Linked DNA regions of Mus musculus: regions 1, 2 and 3 are each linked to region 4. A link is a contact called in public HiChIP or PLAC-seq data. All regions are on one chromosome and are shown on one strand. The core of a region is the stretch at or near the end of the contact, and the rest is flanking DNA. Distances in the headings are between cores, read along the strand shown.

The links. HiChIP or PLAC-seq counts read pairs in DNA pulled down with a chosen protein or histone mark.
Region 1: a contact with region 4 is called in an H3K27ac HiChIP or PLAC-seq map of microglia, with 8 times the contacts expected there. The contact joins the enhancer-like site here to the promoter of Cox6b1 in region 4. A contact is called at or near these places in 5 of 39 promoter capture datasets (the HPC-7 cell line, cranial neural crest, frontonasal cranial neural crest and 2 more), 1 of 484 Hi-C or Micro-C datasets (nephron progenitors), 3 of 115 datasets of contacts at active chromatin or transcription factors (forebrain, memory CD8 T cells and microglia) and 1 of 9 other capture datasets (adipose tissue).
Region 2: a contact with region 4 is called in an H3K4me3 HiChIP or PLAC-seq map of embryonic stem cells, with 9 times the contacts expected there. The contact joins the promoter of Lsr here to the promoter of Cox6b1 in region 4. A contact is called at or near these places in 17 of 39 promoter capture datasets (the 3T3-L1 cell line, 3T3-L1-derived adipocytes, the C10 cell line and 14 more), 4 of 15 datasets of contacts at CTCF or cohesin (embryonic stem cells, large pre-B cells, pro-B cells and 1 more), 11 of 484 Hi-C or Micro-C datasets (Sertoli cells, embryonic stem cells, nephron progenitors and 3 more), 14 of 115 datasets of contacts at active chromatin or transcription factors (T-cell acute lymphoblastic leukemia, cardiomyocytes, embryonic limb bud and 7 more) and 5 of 9 other capture datasets (adipose tissue, embryonic stem cells, liver and 2 more).
Region 3: an H3K4me3 HiChIP or PLAC-seq map of bone marrow-derived macrophages shows a contact between it and region 4, with 5 times the contacts expected there. The contact joins the enhancer-like site here to the promoter of Cox6b1 in region 4. A contact is called at or near these places in 10 of 39 promoter capture datasets (the 3T3-L1 cell line, 3T3-L1-derived adipocytes, the C10 cell line and 7 more), 5 of 115 datasets of contacts at active chromatin or transcription factors (acute myeloid leukemia, bone marrow-derived macrophages, large pre-B cells and 2 more) and 2 of 9 other capture datasets (adipose tissue and liver).

Annotation. Positions count from the first base shown.
Region 1 is chr7:31,088,254-31,093,172 of GRCm38.p6, reverse strand. No RefSeq gene overlaps it. Among named protein-coding and RNA genes, the nearest start is that of Fxyd3, 14 kb to the right of the region's middle. Within about 2 kb of position 3,297, at least 99 of the 459 cell types and tissues checked have an H3K27ac peak or open chromatin away from gene starts, as enhancers often do. A contact at or near this core is called in the HPC-7 cell line, adipose tissue, memory CD8 T cells and 1 more, where this site is marked.
Region 2 is chr7:30,971,098-30,976,288 of GRCm38.p6, reverse strand. Lsr (lipolysis stimulated lipoprotein receptor) reads left to right here and starts at 2,820. Exons shown (of 10, transcript NM_017405.2): 1 at 2,820-3,209; 2 at 4,077-4,421. The coding sequence starts at 3,116. It also overlaps a transcript of Fam187b not described here.
Region 3 is chr7:31,031,063-31,036,221 of GRCm38.p6, reverse strand. Fxyd5 (FXYD domain-containing ion transport regulator 5) reads left to right here. Exons shown (of 9, transcript NM_008761.4): 7 at 807-836; 8 at 939-1,013; 9 at 3,204-3,499. The coding sequence ends at 3,253. Among named protein-coding and RNA genes, the nearest start is that of Gm38984, 3.2 kb to the left of the region's middle. Within about 2 kb of position 2,626, at least 85 of the 459 cell types and tissues checked have an H3K27ac peak or open chromatin away from gene starts, as enhancers often do. A contact at or near this core is called in the HPC-7 cell line, acute myeloid leukemia, adipose tissue and 2 more, where this site is marked.
Region 4 is chr7:30,622,230-30,627,468 of GRCm38.p6, reverse strand. Cox6b1 (cytochrome c oxidase, subunit 6B1) reads left to right here and starts at 1,355. Exons shown (of 4, transcript NM_025628.3): 1 at 1,355-1,418; 2 at 2,856-2,969; 3 at 3,954-4,054. The coding sequence starts at 2,864.

The DNA of each region.
Region 1 (4,919 bases), core at 2,048-4,547, 460 kb before region 4:
AGCCAAGAGATAGTCTCTTTAAAGGTCCAGCCTGAGAGAACTGCCTGATGTGACCCAAAAATGGTTTGACAGGAGAAACAGTTGTCATGTGTGATGGTTTGTATATGCTCTGCCCAGGGAGTGGCACTATTAGATAGTGTGGCCCTGTTGGGGTAGGTATGGCCTTGCTGGAGGAGGTGTGTCACTGTGGGCATGAGCTTTAAGACCCTTATCCTAGCTGCCTGGAAGCCAGCATTCTATCAGCAGCCTTCAGATGAAGATGTAGAACTCTCAGCTCCTTCTGTACCATGCCTGCCTGGATGCTGTCATGTTCCTGCCTTGATGATAATGGACTGAAGTTCTGAACTTGTAATCCAGCCCCAATTAAATGCTGTCCTTATAAGAGTCATGGTGCCTGTTCACAGCAGTAAAACCCTAACTAAGACATCACACAAGTGTGAAGTCCTCAGTTCAAGCCCCAGAACACAGCTGACAAGCTGGGCACAGCAGTGTGCAGTTGTAACCTCAGGGCTGAGGAAGCAGAGAGGGGGATCTTTAGGGATCACTTCCAGACAGTCGGTGTGTTCCTGGTTCAACAAGAGACCCTGTCTCAAAAAGTATGGTGAAGGTCGACAGAGGAAAACATAAGCACGCATGCTTATGTGAAGATCTGCCTTTTAAAGTTATAAGTAACAAAATTGTGGCCATAGTAAATTCTCAATTGCATCTATTTAATTATAAATGTTGTGTGTGGAATGAGTCGCCTGTGCCCAAGGTGTGTGTATGGAGGTCAGAGGACAGCTTTCAGTATCCCAGCTCCCTCCTTCTGTCACATGGGTTGTTGGGACTGAACTGGGCTGTCAGGTTTGACAGCAGAGGCCTTTACCAGCTGAGCCATCTCACCGGTACTTCCAGATAACTCTCTCCTGTGCCTCTTGGTCCCCCCCTGTAACTGTTTCAAATGCTGGAGGACAAGTGTGTGTCATAGCACCCTGTTCCCATTGTCCTCTGCAGATGCATGCCCAGTGCCTGACCCTGGGCAGCCTGCAGCCATGTACCCCTCCATCTGTAACAGCAACGACTCCTGCTCTGTTCTATGCATAGGCGTCAGACCTGTTTCAGGATCCTGGGTGACTTGGAGTGTATCAGGTACCTCTGTGGGCACCAAAGCACCCCAGATTATGGGGGAGCCAGAAGGCTGTTATTGGCATATTCGGGGGGAACAAAGTATCCTAGACAACTCTGATCTGAGTCAACTCAAAGGAGCTTCAACAGCCGGATAAAGGAGTGGCAACTTGGGCACGCTGGGGTTCTGGGTAGCTGAAACATCTTCATAGGGGTCTTAGGTGCTGGGTGACCACTCTACCTTACAACCTGAGGGGTGGACTCTGGGAGGGTCAGGGTGGGACAGAGGTGACTGGTGTACACAGGGGCCTGGGAAGCTCCCATGAACTGCTATTCCCACCCAGTCTGGCTGCTACTGGTCTGGATGTGGACAGGAGAGGTAGAAGAAGGAGGAAGGAAAGAGACAGTATGTCTGGGGCTTGCTCACTAGGTAGCACTATCACAGGCACCCAGGACCCAGAAAGAGGTCAGATCCCTACACACAGGACAGTGCAGGAGTCCAGCTGTTGTTACAGACAGAGAAACTGGGGTGTCCTATACCGTTTACATCACTGAGGCCATGGGGATCCTGCTCTCAGGTTCAAGCACACTCAGCAGATCCAGAGGGTGGTTCCATGGTTGTCTCAATCCATTCAAGTTGGCAATGAAGGTGAACTACCACTGTCAAATGCAAGGCTCTGGGTTTAATTCCCAATACTGGAACAAAACAAGGACCCATGAGATGGCTCAGCAGGTAGGGGGGCTTGCTGCCAAGACTGATGCCCTGGGTTTTATCCCAGGCTCACACTATGGAAGGAGAGAGCCAACTTTCTGTAAGACATTTTCTGACCTCCATATATGCACCACGACACACATACACACACATGCACACTGGGGGCGTGGCACAGTGGTAGAGTCCCTGCCTAGAATCCCCAAGTGAGGGCCTGGGGGCGTGGCTCAGTGGTAGAATGCTTGCCTAACATGTGTCTTAGTTTAATCCTTAGTGTCTCTGTTTCTCTATTTCTCTGTCTCTCTCTGTCTCTCTGTCTCTCTGTCTCTCTCTCTCTCACACACACACACACACACAATGTAATAAAATTTAAAATAATTTTAAAAGATTAGGCATCGTAGTGGATATGTGGCAATGGTTGGTGAGGGTCATCGAACCCTCAGAGACCCTCCCCTAAGCTGTCAGTCACCCTCACCCCTGCCCTGCTGCTGCTGATGTTAGAGAAGAGGTAGAAATACACGCTGTGGGGCTGCCCTGGTGTCCTTCTGGGTTGATGTTAGCCAGCCCTAGAAAGCCTGACAGCCCCAGAACTTAGTTATTTGTCTACCTTGTGGTAAGACACTAGGACCAAAGCAACTTATGAAAAAAAATGTTTAATCCATGACCCACAGTTCCAGGTTAGAGTTCTTGACCATCATGGTGGGAAGCGTGGCAGCGGGCAGGTAGGCAGGCAGGCATGGCACTGGAGCAGAAGGTGAGAGCTTACATCCTGATCCAAAAGTAGGAAGCAGAGAGAGCTAACTGGAAAAGGCATGGTGTGTTTTTCTTTTCTTTTTTGAGATTTATTTTATTTTTATGTGGTGTGTGTGTGTGTGTGTGTGTGTGTGTGTGTGTGTGTGTGTGTGTGCATATGAGTGCAGTGCCTAAAATGGTCAAAAGAGGGCATTGGATCCATTGGAGTTAAAGTTGCAGGCAGTCATTCACCGCCCAACTTGGGTGTTGGGAACAAATTCTGGTTCTTTGCAAAAAGCAATGCATGCTCTTAACTGCGGAGTTATCTTTCCAGCCCCTTCCTTTCCTTTGAGTCTCACTGCATGGCATAAGCATGCGCCATCACAATTGGGGGGGGGGTGGCAAGATACTAGGGATGAGATCTGAGACCTTGTGGGCAACTAGGCCAGCAAGAGCTTTACCACGGAACTACGCTCCCAACCAAAAGCTTTCTTGACAAGATTTCTGTTTCCTTCCTAACACACATAAGCAAAGCCAGTCTAAAGAAGGCAGGGTCACAGCCCAAAGGCTCTAGGGGAGTGTGGTGGTTTGAACGAAAAGTCCCTAATTCTTGGGCATCGGAATGCTTGGTCCCCAGTTGACAGTTTGGGTAGATTTAGGAGAGGTGACCTTGCTGGAGGAAGTATGTCACTGTAGGGCAGGCTTTGAGGTTTCAAAAACCTTGCCCTGTTTCCTGTATGTGACCTGTTTCCTGTTTTCAGTGTGAGCAGTGAAATCTCAGTGGCTGCTATTCTGATCCCTGTTGTCACTCTGTCTGCAACATTAAGGGCCCTAACCCTTTAGAACCCAGAGGCCCAAATTAACCCTGTCTTCTACAAATTGCCTTGGTCATGGTGTTTTATCACAGCTTAGAAAGGTAACTAAGGCAGGGAGTGTCGGGCCTGTCCCAGGAGTCTGATAAGGGCACAGCCCTATCCTCTACATTCTATTGGTGGCTGTGGAGGGACGAATAGGTTTGGTCCCTATAAATTTATATATTTGAATGCTTGGCCATAGGGAGTGGCCTTGTTGGAGGAGGTGTGACCTGTCGTAGGAAGTGTGTCACTGTGGGGGGTGGGTTTAGAAGTCTCCTATGCTCAAGCTAATCCCAGTGTGGGACACAGTCTCCCTCTGCTGCCTGCAGATCATGGGGTAGAATGCTCAGCTACCCCTCCAGCACCTCGTCTGCCTGTGTGCTGCCATGCTTCCCGTCATGATGATAAGAGAATAAACCTCCATTTCCATCATAAACCAGCCCCAATTAAATGTTTTCCTTGATAAGATTTGTCTTGGTCCTGGTGTCTCTTCCCAGCAATAAAACCCTAACTAAGAGAGTGGCCTTGATATGTTCACCTCGGTGCCTTGAGGAGAGTGTTGCAGACTGACACTGGCTTTTTAGTCCTCTGTGACTATTGTCATGCCATATCTGCCATGAAATATGATACCTATGTTCATGCCCAGTTTTGCCTGGGTAGGGACATGGGAGATGCCCTCTGCTCCCATACGGGCTATCTCTATCATGTACATCTCCAATACCCCCAGCTTCACAAGCCAGTTGCTTGCACAGCCTAATCCTCTGAGCTCCACAATGGGGAGGATGTGTATCACTGCCTCCCTACCCAGGCTTGCCATTGAGCTGGCTGGTACATCGGTCCACACGGCAACCTGTATCTATGACCTCTGTGTGCATCCCACTGTTGGGGGTTGGTGTGCTGGTAGAGATTCTGGGCATGCCCAGTGGGGCCAGTGCACAGCCTCAGCATGCAGCCTAGGAGACACCTGACAGCTTGTGGCAAGCGGTACCTGCTCTGGATTCCACCATGCCTATTGTCTCCTTCTACCTGTCAGAGGGGTTGACACCTCTCATGGATGGGGGTGGGATTTCAGCCCTGGTTCCTTCAAGGGCTCCAACTGTACCATCGGCTGCCTTGGTGGCTCTGGATTGCTTCCCATCCTGTTGGCTCCTCCTTCAAACAAACTCTCCCAGAACATGCTTGGCAGAGCCTCAGTTTCTCCCCAGCAAGAGAAAGAGTCCTGAGGAACTCCAAACGTCAGTTCACTGTACCCGGGCTGTTTTGATTGGTTCCTTCTTGAATTTGTCCTGTGGCCTGGGAACAAGAGACTCCAATTGGTATCTGCCTGCACCAGTCTTGGCCTCTGGGGAGATAGCCTGACAGAGGTTGGGATGAGGTTAGTGGTGGCAATAGGTACTGGCCAGTATCCAAAGGACAAATGTCCACTTTCCCTGTTCTTGTCTTGCTGCCAGGCCATCTTTGTCAGAGCATTAAGCAGTCTCAGCAGTCATTGTGACCACAATGTCCAGCTCCAAGGATTA
Region 2 (5,191 bases), core at 1,571-4,070, 350 kb before region 4:
TTTCTGTCAGATGGGGCTATAGGTCTCTAAAGTGGAGTTTGAGAAAACCGCATCAAACCCAGGAAAAGGTGGGCTTTATACTAGCTCCAAAACTTCAAGGCCAGAGGGCTTTCAAGGGGTTTTGGTTATGTAGGACCTCAGAGGAACAGTTCAAAATTATTTGGCAGAGCATTTCATCAGGGTGGAGGTCACAGTATTTATAAGAGGTGGAACATGCACAAGAAATGTGTCAAATCATGATCAAACGCCAGTTTTATAGAAATCGGGAATGACCTTGTAACAAGATGGCTCTTAATTCTTTTCTGAAGATTTATTTATTATATGTAAGTACACTGTAGCTGTCTTTAGACACACCAGAAGAAGCCATCAGATCTCATTACAGATGGCTGTGAGCCACCATGTGGTTGCTGGGATTTGAACCCAGGAGCTTCGGAAGAGCAGTCAGTGCTCTTAACTGCTGAGCCATCTCTCCAGCCCAGCTCTTAATCTTAAGATGGCATCATGCTGGTCCACCACTGGGACATGGGACCCAGGTAGCAGGACTACAACTGTGTCCTTAGGTCTATATTGTCCCTGTCCTCTTCCTGTCTGCCTCTCTGTGTCCTGGCCTCCATGAAGCAAGCACTGAACTTGGTTCTGTGCCTCTCCCACCATGCAATGCAAGCCCCAGATGATGCAGCCTGCCAGCCGTGCCCAGAAACCTTTGAAACCATGAACCAAGATTTAAACAAATAAGCAAACAACACCCGTTTCTCACCGGCTGGCATGTGTCACAGAGATGGAAAGTACCTGACATGGGAATGGGACAAGGGCTTCATGTCCATTGGAAGGGGGAGGGAGAGGTCCTGGTCTCTACTGTTTCTGAAGTCCAGTGGGAAGCCATGATGAGGGCCTCCTCTCCTGTAGTAATAAAGACTCTCCAGTCATCAACAAACCGTCCCCTTGGTGTAGCTGGGACCTACTGACTGGGACAGCCTAGATCCCATAACCTAAGAAACCCATTCTGGAATCTTAGCTTCGAAACTCTATTCTTTTCTCACTCTTTTATGCCCAGCATTGGCTAGTGGAGAGTGCTCCTCCTCAAGGGCCCCACAGATGCCATCTGAAATATTTGCTGTGGCAGGAGAAGGGGGCGGGGTCTTGTTCCACACACTGGCTATTAAATGTTCTGGCCTGGGAGGGGGGACCCTCCTCACTTTTGCTTATATGCTACTCGGTATAACTGACAGGATAGCCCCAGCTAACTGCAGAAGGGCCAGGAAATGGAGGGATGGAATATTTGCTAAGCAATGTTGTCTTTGGGACGGAATAAGATAGGTGGTAAAAATCTTATTAGTAAAATATCAGATGACAGTAAATGGTTTGAAGGGAGGAAAGTGGGCGAGAGAAGTTGGGGATAAGCCTGCCCTGGGGTATATGCTGAGATTCTACTCTCAAGAGTTCTACGTGGAAGACGTTATCTTTGGGGATGGTAAAAATGTTGAATGAAAGTGATTAGTGTGGGTTCTAATCAAAAACAGATTCTTTTTTTCCTACGTTGGAGATGATGACCAAGTTTTAGGTATTGATAACATATTGATAATAATGACATCTACAAAACACAAAGTAACACATGCAACTGGTTTAGGATTACAAGTGGTAAAAATGACGGCAGTGGCGATTTCCTCTATTTTTTAAACCATGATTTTTAAGCCACATGGGAACAGGGTGAAATTTTATGAGACGCCTTTGCCTTTAAAAGCGGCCGTAGGGGAAATGGTAGCAGGTGTCCGCAACAGGAAGGGAATTCTGGTAGCTAAGCCTGCCATATGTGAAAACCTGATCCAGGACCAGCTAGGCCAGTATGGCTGAAGTCAACTAAGAAAAGTTGGCTGGGGAAAGTCAATCAGGCCAATGTACTTTGAATTTTGCTTGAGAGGGAACACAGCAAAGTTCTGAGCAGAAGAATGTGACCTGACACCATTTACAAAACAGAGAAGAAAATGGTAGGAAAATGGTAGGTTCCCAACTCACCAAGCAGTGGCCAGTTCAGTCTCCCAGAATGCGTTTCCTCTCGGCGCCACCAGGGAGCAGCAGTGTTGCGCTGAGAAGGAGGAGAGCTACGGGCCGCGCCCGGGGTGCAGGTGAGGCCTGGGAACCTTTGATCCGAAACAGATCTGTTGGTCTCCAGTCTTGGCTCAGAGCCTTTAATCATCAGAACTTCGAAGGCCTGACCAAGAGCGAGGGATACCCGAGCGGGAGGTGGAAAAGAAACCACAAGTTAGGAAATAAGGGAAGTAGGGAAACTGCCTAAGTACGACTGCAACTTTTTAAGAGGTGCAGTCCCCACGAGCGTCCCCTAGGGGGCCAGAGCATCTTTTCTAGTGCGACCTCATTGATTCCTCGAATCATTCAAATGTGGAGCCCAGAAAGACCGCAGCACTTCCCCCACCAGGGCGAGAGTGGGAAGGCAGGCTGCGTCACCGACATTCCCCTGGCAGCTGGGACCTGGCTCTGCTTGGCACCTCCCTACAGGGCGCACCTAGGCGGGTCCATCGGCTCCCGGGACAGGGGTGTGGACCAGCAGCGAACAGGTGCGCACAAGGCCCGGCCCCTCTCGGCAGGTGGAGCACGCCCAGAGGGTCTCTGTCCTCAGGGAGTTCAGTCCTTTCAACTTTGACTAGAGCAACAGGTGGCTGCACAGGTCGCCTATGGTGCAGACGCCCTCCTGGCAAAGCGGTCACTTGGTTCAGGCCCTGGAGGCAGGAGCGCACCTGAGTCAGCCCACTTCCGGGGAGGGAGGCCCGCAAGGCCCGCCCCCGCCGCCCACCCCCAAGTCCAGCCCCCGGGCTCCCACCCTTGTGTACCTGGGCGGTTCCATTCCCGGGAGTGCGCAGGGGGTAGAGTGACCCAGAGAGCCACCGCGCGCCGGGTCAGTTGTCTTCGGGAAGCCGAAGGCATGAGCTTCGTCCAAGTTCATTTTGTAGGTTAGAACTCCCCCAGTGCGAGGAAAATGGACTTGGAATAGGGGCCGGGCGCAGCACGCACCCTTCTCGGCCCTGGTGCTCGCCGCGCCCCCTACTCTCTGGATACTTGGGAGGGGACGCGCGGGCACCGTCGCTGCTAGACGGCCGCGATGGCGCCGGCGGCCAGCGCGTGTGCTGGGGCGCCTGGCTCCCACCCGGCCACCACGATCTTCGTGTGTCTTTTTCTCATCATTTACTGCCCAGGTAAGGATTGGGGTCCCTGGTGCTGTGGGACGGCGGGAGGGCGCTACCGGAGGTGGATGGAGGGCTGTGGTTCTCACCGGCCTTGGAGGACCCGAAACCAAGTGGTGGGGAGTCGTGAGTGATGGTTGGTGCGGGAGTGCAGATTAAAGATCTCCAGAACCCGCCTGGTTGAGGAGACCCCTGTGTGCCCAAGGAAGGGAGTTTCTTGTGGCGCCCAGTCCGGTCCTCCGCCTTTGTCGGAGATAACAGGAAGTGAAAACTCTGGGGATCTTAAGGCTGAGCGCTGTATGGAGAAGGGGACCCTTTGTGGTCAGGAGCAAGGCCTCCCGATCGTGAGATAGGCCTGCCATTGGGATCTTGGACGCACCTCAAGATTTCTAAGTGTTGGGGTAACGGGGAGAGGTCATTCCCGGACTGGATCAGGCCAAGAGCTCGAGAAACAGTGCCCTGGCTTGGAGTGGGTGTGGAATTGGGGACTCCCCACCCCACCTACATCCCTGGTATCTGTAGAATGGACTTTTGAACCTTAAGTCATCTTCCGCCTAGATTGTTGAATGTTAGCTTAAGTGGGGGCCTAGGGGTTCCATCTACATTTGGATGTGCATTTTGAAGAGTCTCTGGGTAGGAGGATGTGGACAGAATATTCTAGGGACCTAGCCCGGATGGCTACATACTTACCACTTTTCAGCCCCGGAGGTGTATAAAATGGGCATGATTATCAGATCTGCCTCGCCAGTCTCGGGGATTAAGGAACAATATGCTAGGTGCTCTGAAAGACTGCATATACTGTCTAAGTGGTGTGGCTCATTGCTGTTGTGGTACCTCCCTGGGTTTATCTATCCCTGCTGACTATACTCTTCTTCTCAGACCGTGCCAGTGCCATCCAGGTGACCGTGCCTGACCCCTACCACGTAGTGATCCTGTTCCAGCCAGTGACACTACACTGCACCTACCAGATGAGCAATACCCTCACAGCCCCTATCGTGATCTGGAAGTATAAGTCGTTCTGTCGGGACCGTGTTGCCGACGCCTTCTCCCCTGCCAGCGTGGACAACCAGCTCAACGCCCAGCTGGCGGCTGGCAACCCCGGCTACAACCCCTATGTGGAGTGCCAGGACAGCGTACGCACTGTCAGGGTGGTGGCCACCAAACAGGGCAATGCTGTGACCCTGGGAGACTACTACCAGGGCAGGAGAATCACCATCACAGGAAGTATGTGGGGCAAGGCGGGAGGAGGCTCTGTGGGTGGTGGGAGTGAGACTGTTTGAGGGTCCTGTCCTAAATGGGCCGATGAAGGAAGGGATCCTTCCATTTACCCACCTGGCCACCCACTCACCCATCCACACATTCATGCATCCATTCACTTGCCTACCCACACATCCATCTACCCACATATCACCTATCCATCCATCTATATCCTTCCATCCCATTATCCTACAATAAAGCCCAGACTGTATACCAAGTTTGTTCTAGGCTCTGGGAACATAGAAATAAAACCATCAAATAACCCTCTTACAGAGTTTAGGGTGTTATAAAGGAGACGGACTAAATACACAGTGTCAAAGGCTTGCAGATAGAACAACAAAAACTGAGTAGAGATTAAAGTGAGGATTTCCTTTATAATACTAAATTGCCAGCAATAAGAAGTAATACTTTAACCAGCTGTTATAGCAAACCTATAACCGCAGCACTTGCAGGGCTGAGGCAGAGGATCTTGAGTTCAAGACCAGCTGTATGCAGTGAGACCCAAGGCCTGCTTTAGTTTGGCCTGGAGTGGGTTAGCTCAGATAGACCACACAGTAATTGAGTAACTCCATTCTATTATTGTCATTTTTTTCAGAGGTCCCTAGAGTCAAGCGTCTTGCTGGAAGTTAACAGCTGAGTTTGAATGCCACCACTGTAGACCCAGTCTCCAATCATTCATTCATTCATTCATTCATTCTTTCTTTCTTTCTTTTTGTTCTCTAATGGTACTAGATATG
Region 3 (5,159 bases), core at 1,377-3,876, 410 kb before region 4:
TCAGTGGGGCAGATCTTCTGGTCACTATAGATTCACTTATACAACTTAAGAGCAGTTGTAGACCAGCAGGGGCTCCATTTGGTCATCCTGATTCTTCCCCTCTGATATCCCCCCTTCCTGCTTATTGAACCCCCACTGATGACATAGACATGCCCACATCACCCCTTCAACTGTGTATTCAGCGTGGATTCATGCGTGTGCCAGACAGCCATGAACAAGACAGACAAATATCTTTGCTATTGATGGGTGTGGTGATGTATTCCTGTAATCTTTGCACCTGGGAAACAGAAGGAAGATGGCAGCAAGTTTGAGGCTAGCCTGGACTACATAGCAAGTTCCATGACAGCCCAGGCTACATAGTGGGACCCTCTGAAACTGACACTGTAGTGGAGGAAGACAGCAGATAATAACTGGAATACTTACATCAATCATCAGATGATTTTTAGTTTGCTAGCAAGAAAAATAGAGCAAAACTCAGGATTAGAGAATGCTCATGTACAGAATCAAAGAAGACTTCCAGTGAAGGAGGTGACTCTCCTCCGGGAGAGGGAACGGCAGTATAGAGGCCCTGAGATGAGTGGCTGTCGAGATGGACTCAGGAGCAGGGAGGCAAGTGGGTGCTGAGAGAGGCAGATTGAGGAGAGAAGATCTAAAGACTTTGTAGCGTGTCACATTGAGGACTTCCACTTCTGTTCTGAGGTCTTAGGAGATGAGGCTCAGGTGTCCCCAGCCCTACTTCTGCATTTCACTTATTCACTCCACAAATGTCCACCCAGCTCTGACTTGCATGTATCTGTCCTCTCTAGATTCGAATGAGAACAACCCCTTCTACTACGGTAAGTTACCCCGCTCCCGCTCTCCCCTCCCCACCCCCGCACCGCTGGAGATAAGTGGGGAGAAAAAACAAAGACCCCGCCCCTCCATTTCTCTCTTCACAGATGATACTACCCTCCGGAAACGGGGACTGCTGGTGGCTGCGGTGCTGTTCATCACGGGAATTATCATTCTCACTAGTGAGAGTCGGGCATGGGCAGAAAGGGCAAGAAGGGGCTGGGGGCGGGCTGGGCTGCATGGTGACTGAGGATCAGGGTCTTGAAACCCCCTGGGCAAAGCTGTGCAAACTCAGCACCCCTACAAACCACCCCAGGGATGATTCTCGGCCTAGCCTGCTGGTTGCATCCAGCTGGGCGGTTGTTCTGGTTGCAGCAGGGGGCGCTGTTCCTAGAGTGCACGTCTCTTCCTCTGTTGTCCTTTTCTTCCTGGGCTCGGTCACGTGGTAGTGCCCCGATGAGCGATACAGAGACACACAGGACAGAGATATGCAGACTCAGATGACTGCTAGTGGATACTACGTTATGCTTCTTTACAAGCCAAGGGTCGGCTTCATTTGTGAGAAGAGAAAACAGGACTTCATTCATCCTTTTAAGACAGGGTCTCACTGTGTTGCTCAGGCTGGCGTCAAACTCACAATCCTCCTGCTTCAGCCTCCTGAGGCTTGAGGTTATAGGTGTGCCAAGCTGATCAGCAGTTTTTGGGTTTATTTTGTTTTGAGACAGAGGAGCATGTCGACCAAAGATGGCCTTGAATCTGTGTGTGTGTGTGTGTGTGTGTGTGTGTGTGTGTATGTGTGTGTGAGTGCAGAGGCCATGACAGATGGAAGAGAGTTGGATACCCTGGAGCTGGGAGTTTCAGACGATGTGAGTCTCCTTAGATAGATGGTAGGAGCTGGATGTGAGTAACCACTGAACCACCTCTTCCACCTTAACCTTGAACTTCTGACCCTCCTGCCTCTACCTCCCAAGTGCTTAGTTATAGGTATAGGCAGTTAATGCAGCACAGGGAGTCAACCCCATCACATTGTACATGCCAGGCAAGCACAACCGAACCACAGCCCTCTGGACCTGACTTCTTTTATTCACGAGAGCTCTGCGGGTTGCTGTTCTCATTGTGACCAAATACCGGACTGGAATCAATTTCTGGAAGCGTTTATAGCTTAAGAAGAGATCCATGGGTTTAGGAGGTATTGGTGGGCAAAGTGCTTGCTTGAGGACCTGAATTCAGAGGCTCAGCCTGGGTATCTGGGTGACACCCACCCATGCTGAAGAGAGAAAGGAGCCAGCCCAGCTGCATCAGTGTGTGCCAGGTTCAGCAAAGAAGACAGAGTCCTTTGACTCTGAAATACAGTGCAGCCCAACCGAGGAAAACACTCCACGTCTACCTCTGGTGGGGGAGGATGTGTGGTCAAAGAGGCTGAGTAACAAAACAGGAAGTAAGAGAGAAGGGAGGAGACTGGCTGGTCTTTCTATGACAGCACACCCTCCCGAGGGCTAACTGATGGGCAAGCAGAGCTATAACTTCCTAGGTGACCCTAGACTCTGCCTCTCAAAGGCTGCCCACCCTCTCCGTCCCAACCCTGAGTACTAAGGACCCAACATCAAAGACAGACATTGGAGGGACACACCCAAACCACACGCACTAACAGTGGGAAAAGCCAGGGAGACACAGACAGGGAGAGCAGAAGGGGAGGCCTGAGAGGCAGGTGGCTGCCATCTTCTCATGGCCCCGTGCCTTTTTAAACTCTACGCCATCTCCAATTGACTCTAATCCAGGTCCCAGCTTCTCTTGCTCATGTTCTTCCATCTCACGTCCGCCCTTTACCACAGGGATGTTTGCACAGGCTGCTCTGCCCCACCACAGCCCTGCATTTGTTCATCTCAGTGTGTGTGTGTGTGTGTGTGTGTGTGTGTGTGTGTGTGTGTACATGTAGAGATCAGAGGACAATTTCCATGAGTTGGTTTTCTCCTTTTTTAAAACAAAGATTTATTCATTTATCTTATGTATATGGGTGTTTTATCTGCATGTATGTCTGCACACAAGACGAGGGCATTGGATTCCATGGGTCTGCAGTTATAGACAATTATGAGTGTCTATGTGGATGCTGGGAATTAAAACCAGGACCTTCTGAAGAGCAACCACTGAGCAGTCTCTTTAGCCCCTGGTTTTCTCTTTTTGCCCAAAACTCAGGACATCTGGCTCAGCAGCAAACACCTTTACTTGTTGAGCCATCTTGCTGTCCCCCTTCACTGGGAGCTTCCTGAGGTCCAGATTGATCCCCCACCCCCACCCCCCAGCCGGTCTCCAGTGACTATGTGATAATTAGTACTGTTTCCAGCTCATGGGCAAACTGGTTCTTTTTCTTCCAGGTGGGAAGTGTAGGCAGTTGTCTCAATTTTGCCTGAATCGCCACAGGTGAGTGCGGGCCAGCACCCTGATGGGCACCCCAGCTGGAGCCTCCAAACTACACCAACTCACCACCCCCTGCCTCCTCCCTCTACCCCAAGAGCCTACAGAGTGATCAACATGAAAGAATCCTGAAAGGAAGAGGCCACTGGAGGGAGTCAGGCTTAAGGCTAATGGTCTTCCCACCCTGGGGAGAGAGGTCTCCCTAGGCACTGCTGTGGCTGTTCAGATAAATCCACATGGTCTCTCTTCCATGGCCTCTGTCTTCTGTGAATTTGTGACAAAGGAGTGGGAGGAAGAGGCAGGGCTGGACTTGGAACCCTAGGGAGTAGGGTATGGTTGTTACACACTCAGACAACAGGACAATATGATGGGGGATAAGGGGAGGCCTGGTGTGTTCACGGAAGGAGGGTGTGTTTAGGGTCTGTCACGATTAAGAGACAGGACCTCTGTCCAGGAGCCTGGCTTACAGCATACCTTGGTATCGATCAGAGCATGAGTAAGCATGATGTGGGGACCCCGGTGCAGTCACCCCTTTATCTTCACATGGCCAGTCACTCTGCCCCTCAGGATACCTCATGCATAGCTGTGAAAATGCAGCCCACACTCTCAAGCTCTGTCTCCTGCAACAACCCACAAGTTGGGCTTCAGGAGGACTGCTTGCTTAGGGCATGTCCACCAGGGAGGCTGTGGGGCTCGGGGATGGGCTCTGAGCAGAGAGGGCCTGGGAGGAGGGATGGGCTCTAGCAGGCAATTCCTGGAGTTCCTTGGACTCCTCCTTATTGGGAGGGAGCAACCTAGTGCAGCTATGCAGGCCTTTTCAGGCTCAGGGTGCTGTGGGGAAGGATAAGTGTCTTCTCCAAGATTATGGGCAGGGTCACAGCACAGACAAGAGACCAGGTCCCAGGCAGCGGGGCGGGGGGGAGGGGGTTGCATAATGCAGTTGCAAGAACTTCAGGTCAGAGTGAACTGGGGATTACAAAATCATTTCATCAAGCCACAAAGCACGTGGAAATAAGGGGAAAATACGTCACAAGAAAGAAGAGAAGCTCTTGGGTGGGGTGTGCAACTGAACCGCATGCCTTCCCAGTACGAACAGAAGTTTCAGTTTGAACTGAGCATGCCCAGAATCTCACGACTTGTAAGGTGGAGGCAGGAGGATCAGAAGTTCAATGTCCTTGGCTTCATATCTCAAGTTCAAGTCTAGCCTGGGCTACAAGACTTCCTGTCTTAAAAATAACTAAGTAGGTGGGATGTGGTGGTGCCCCAGATCTGGGGGGAGGGGAGGTGCAAAGGCAGCAAGATCTCTGTGAGTTAAGTCCAGCCTATCTATATAGCAAGTTCTAGGCCAGCTAGAGCTACACACATAGTGAGACCCCGTTTCAAAAACAATTTTAAAAAAACGAAACTAAATAAATATTAAAAGAAAGAAAATGTCAGAATGCTTCATATAATAACTAACTCAGCCTGGGAAGATGGTTTAGTAACGGGCGTGTGCTCACTGGAGGACCTGTGTTTTAGTCCCCAGAAGTCACAGAAGAAGCCTGGGACAAGCCAGGCAGTGGCATTGCATGCCTTTAATCCCAGCACTCGGGAGGCAGAGCCAGGCAGATCTCTGGAGTTCGAATGCAGCCTCGTCTACAGAGAGAGTTGCAGAACAGCCAGGGCTACACAGAGGAACCTTGTCTCAAAAAGCAAACAAAAGAGCCAGCTGTGGGAGCTCACACCTGTAGGCAGAGCATTGAGGAAGGGGGTACAATGGCAAGCTAGTCTATGGGAAAAATAGGCCAGGCTCAGTGAGAGATCTGTCTCAAAAAAAAAAAAAAAAAAATATATATATATATATATATATATATATATTAGAGAGAGACAGAGAGAGAGAGAGATATGGGACCACCCAACACAGGTATTGGGAACTG
Region 4 (5,239 bases), core at 106-2,605:
GTGCTACACCAAGATCCCAAACACCTAGTGTAATCACTGGAGACCTAATAAAAACTTTCTATTAACTTAAACCCATGTCAGCACTTTAATCCCAGCACTCGGGGAGGCAGAGGCAGGCAGATAAAAATTCGAGGCCAGCCTGGCCTACAGAGTGAGTTCTAGGACACCCATAGATAGATAGATGAGTTTCCAGGGCTACACAGAGAACCCCTATGTGGATGGCTACTCTCAATTATCAACTTGACTATATATAGAATGAACTATAATCCAGAAACATAGGGAACACCTGTAATCCGGACTTGAGGCAGGAAGACAACATGCCTGTAATCTGGACCTTAAGGCTGGAAGACACAGGCTTTTGATCCAGACCTCTAGGAGGAATGACTCCTACAGGTCTTGAAGCACACTTTTATTCTGGGCCATATCTTCTGCTGGAGGCCTATATAAGGACAATGGAAGAAGGGACAGGTACTTGCTTTGCCAGTACTTCCTTTGGAGCCTACTTCTTCTGGATTCCAGTTTATGCAGAAAAGCAGCAGAAACAGCAACCCTCAAGGATCAGAGCAATTCACCACATTGCTTCCAATTATGATGATAATGGACGAAACTTGAAACTGTAAGCCAGCCCTTAATTGTTTTCCTTTATAAGAGTTGCCATAAACCGGGCGTGGTGGCCCATGCCTTTAATTCCAGCACTAGTTAGGCAGAGGCAGGCGGATTTCTGAGTCTACAAAGTGAGTTCCAGGACAGCCTGGTCTACAAAGTGAGTTCCAGGACAGCCAGGGCTATACAGAGAAACCCTGTCTCGAAAAACAAACAAACAAACAAACAAACAAACAAACAAAGAGTTGCCGTAGACATGATGTCTCTTCACTGCAATAAAACACAAACTAAGATTGTCTATCCCGAAAACCCAAATAAATAAATATAAATAACTTTCGAATCAAGGCACAGGGGTAAACGCTTGTTATCCTAACACCTAGTAATCTGTGATCAAAATTTCGAGGCCAGTCTGAGATATACAGCGAAGTCCTATTTCAAAACACAGATTATCTGTGACACTTTTCCATTCCCACTCTGAAGACAGTCTTATGCTTTTCCCTCTGGGAAGGACAGGCAGGTGATAATAACCCATAATTGAACGTCAGGTGCCTTTTAAGAGCAAAGTAAAATCTCGATTGGCCCAGCAACAATAATAAGCAGAAATTTAGCTCAATAGGAGGTCGGGCTTCTTCGGAAGTGGGCGTGGCCAAAGCGGTTTCTGGGCACGCCTCCCGAGGCCAATCTAGCAGCCCGGAGGACTCAGCTCGGCTCCTCCTCTCGCAGCTTCCGGCCAGTCGGAATTCCGCTTCCCGTCTGACATTGGCGTCTTTGCTAAGGGTCACATTGAAGTAACGCTACTCCGGGACAATCTTTAGGTGAGTGTGAAGGGTCGGGATCCTGGGGGAACCTTGTCCGTTGCAGAGAAGCGCCCCGGGGCTTCCCTGACGCCAAGCAGAAACTTCCGGCGGCCACGGGTCCGGTGTCCTGGAGCTAACCATTATAGCCGCCTTTCTTCATGATGGCTAGGTCGCTTTCTAAGCAGTCCCTATTACTCCATCCTTCAGCCCTACAAGTCCCCTTTGATAGCGTTGGGGCTGGAGTGTGAAGCGCCTTACCCGTGGCTATAAGGCAATTCGGATTTAGACCCAGTAAATTGGACTGTGGAGCTTTTAGTTGCGAGTTCACAGGCGTGGCCACCCGCGTTCCAAGGCCGAAGCCTGTCGCCTTGACTCGTGTCTTTCCCCTCAGCGTCATCTTTGATCAACTCTCAAAACTCGAGATATTGTCCAAAATTACTTCCGACACTGAGTCTTTTAAATCCCCCGTGCCCACCTTGCCTCCTTCAATGAACCTGCCCAAATACCCCACTTGTTTGGACTACTTCAGTTGACACTGGCACCTCTGTGGTGTCAAGGTCCCCCAGATGCTCTAGAGACAGTTTCTCTCAGGTCTGTTGATATTGACTATGTCATCTCTTCAGACATATCAAAGCTGAGAGAAGTCGATAAAACTCAAGGAGCTAAAGTATTTGAATGATTGGGGGGGGGGCGGTTTGCGTGGGGTTCTAATCGAATTCCAGTATTTACTTCCATTAGGAATGGAGGCAGCAACGTCAATAGATTTGGTAGCCTGGGCCATTGTCAGCAGGCAAAATCACAGATACCTGACACATGCCAGTTACAAGAGTCACAAATCTTCAGTCATGGTTACCTCCAGTTGTACTTTACTTGTTAAGTCCTTTGAGCTTTTTTTTTTTTTTTTTTTTGGAGCGGGGTGGGGGGGGACACATCTTAGGCAATCCCACAATGCATTTAGGCATATTCTGAGCAAAGTTTGAGTTCATTGGACCTCAGATGAGTGTGTGACGCCAGAAAACTAGCCGGTGACACCAGAAAATCCTTGCAGTGTTTTTGCTGGTGATGGATGAAGCATTATCACTGGGTGCTGTGTGACCTTGGAAAGTCATTTAGACACCCTGTCCCTTGTGTAGACAACAGAGGTAGCAATATCTTTTAGAGTGGCCATGGGGTAGGTATGTATAGAGTACACATAGTATGTGCTGTGCACACAGTGAGCGTTAACTGGAATTTAAGGATGAAGATTGGTTTTGCCAAGGAGACCTCTGTCCAACCCTACTGTGGCTTCTGTACTCAGATATATGGGTTTTCCCTGCCCTTCATCTTTCTGTGTTTGTGAAGAAGGGGGAGATAATGGTTTATTCACATTCAGCCTGTTATTCTGCTCTGGCCTGACATCCCCACACCCAGCACCTCCAGAATGGTTGCCAACATTCCCACTCTGTTTGCATCCAGGAGTCAGGATGGCTGAAGACATCAAGACTAAAATCAAGAACTACAAAACTGCCCCCTTTGACAGCCGCTTCCCCAACCAGAACCAGACTAAGAACTGTTGGCAGAACTACCTGGGTAAGCAGAGTACCATAGTGGGCCTGCCTGGGTCTCCCATGTACCTCCAACCTCAGAAAGGAAGTTGGGGAGCAGGGACATGTGCGTTCCAGCCTGGTTTCCTTCACTCTGGACGTACCCTCTGGAGGGCCCGACCCCTCAAACTAGCTCTCCAGGTCATAAACTTTGGTCTCAACAATAAATTTTTTGAAGAATATAATTATACATGTATATATGAATTACATATACATCTTATGTGTGTGCCACATACACACACAACATACAAGTAAATACAGTATGTAAACAGTTGATTCAGGGGCTGGTGAGATGGCTCAGCAGGTAAGAGCACTGACTGCTCTTCCGAAGGTCCTGAGTTCAAATCCCAGCAACCACATGGTGGCTTAACAGCCACCCGTAATGATATCTGACGCCCTCTTCTGGTGCATCTGAGGACAGCTACAGTGTACTTGATATATTAATAAATAAATCTTTAAAAAAAAAGTTGATTCAGACATAGTCACAATCCATGGATAAAAATGAATATTGCCAGTACTCTGCTCTCAGCTTGCTTTGGGCCCGGTCTTAAACACTGTCCCTTTCCTCTCTCTTTGCTAGAGACATTTGGGGCCCCTGCCTTACTTGAGCCCATGAGACCTTCCCTCAACAAAGAAAAACAAAAAACAAAAAACTAACCATTAACAAGAATTAAAAACCCCGCTGGTACCTGTCCTGTCTTCCTCAGATATGATCAACACTACCTTCCCCTTCCCTAGCCCTGTCTGGACTTCCATAATTCTGATATATGCCCCTCATACTTTGCTGTCATTCCTAGCTCCAGAATGTTCTATATAACTGCCCAGGTCAGGCGTATATAGCTCTTTATGGTGTACTTGTAAGTTTGCATTCCCTCTGTATGTATAAGCAATCTTAAAGCAAAAAGCATTTGTGGATTTTCCTCTGAAATGTGCTTAGTCGGGGTTGATTTGGAACCTCTTTTCTTCACAGACTTCCACCGCTGTGAGAAGGCAATGACGGCCAAGGGGGGTGATGTCTCCGTGTGTGAGTGGTACCGGCGTGTGTACAAGTCCCTCTGTCCCGTGTCATGGGTATGTGCCTCCCGACGGGACCCTTGGGTGGTCAGGTAGGGAGGTAGCAGAGACGAGTATGGCTAGTGAGAGTTCACCTCCAAGGGTCAAGCGAGGACCAGCCATGGAATGTCACTGATCCCTGCTCAGTGAGGGCCCTTAGCCCAGGACCACCCTCCTTGCCCATGCACTGAAGAAACACAGGCTTGGGCTGGGCAGTAGTGGCCCACGGCTTTAATTCTCAGCACTCTTGGGAGGCAGATGCAGGCAGATCTCTCTGAGTTTGGGGCCAACCTGGTCTACAGAGCTAGTTCCAGGACAGCCTGTGCTATACAGAGAAACCCTGTCTCAAAACGCCGAGGGGGAAAAAAGGCCCCCAAACACGTGTCTTAAAATCAAAATGTGCTATTTAATTTGGTGTGGTGGTAGCACACCTGAAACCCTAGCACTCAGATCATGGTGGGCTACTTGAAAACCCTATCATGCTTTTAAAAAGTGAGAGTGTGAAAGAGAGAGAGAGGTTGTACAGCATCCATGTCTGTGCTAGTGCCTGTGGCAGTAAGTAGAGGGTTTGGGCCTGGACTGGAGTTAGAGATGCTTGTGGGCCACCACGTGGTTGCTAGGAATAGTCTGGGTCCTCAGGAAGGGCAACGGGTATGCTTAAATGGTGGGTCTGCACTCCAGCCTCTCAGACTAGGTACTCTGCCCCTTGATTTGCTTTGGCCTCTGGGGTGCTGGTTGCCAGACAGAGTCTTTGTCCTCAAAGTTGCTCTGTGGTCAAGAATGACCTTGAACTCCTGAGATTCCACCTCAGCCTCTTGAGAGCTGGGGTTACAGGCGCAGGCCACCACACCGTGTCTGAAGCAGTGCTGGGATGGACCCATGCTCCCTGCCTGCTGGGCAAGCAGTCTATCTACTGGGCCACACCCCCAGCTGCCATTTGGTCCTGCTCTCCCCCTCCCACCCCCCCCTGCTACCCGTCTTCCCCGCCCCCCGTTAACTATGTTACAGAAATTTTAAAACCATGTTTTTAAATCATTTTTATTTTGTTCCTCTTTTGATGGCTATATTTAAGATACCTTAGTTATACTTTATTTTGTCTTATTTGTGTGTGGGTGTTTTGTCTGCATGTGTATCTGTACACCACATTGCTGGTCTGGTGCCTGCAGAGATCAGAAGAGGGCACTGAATCTCCCAGACTGGAGT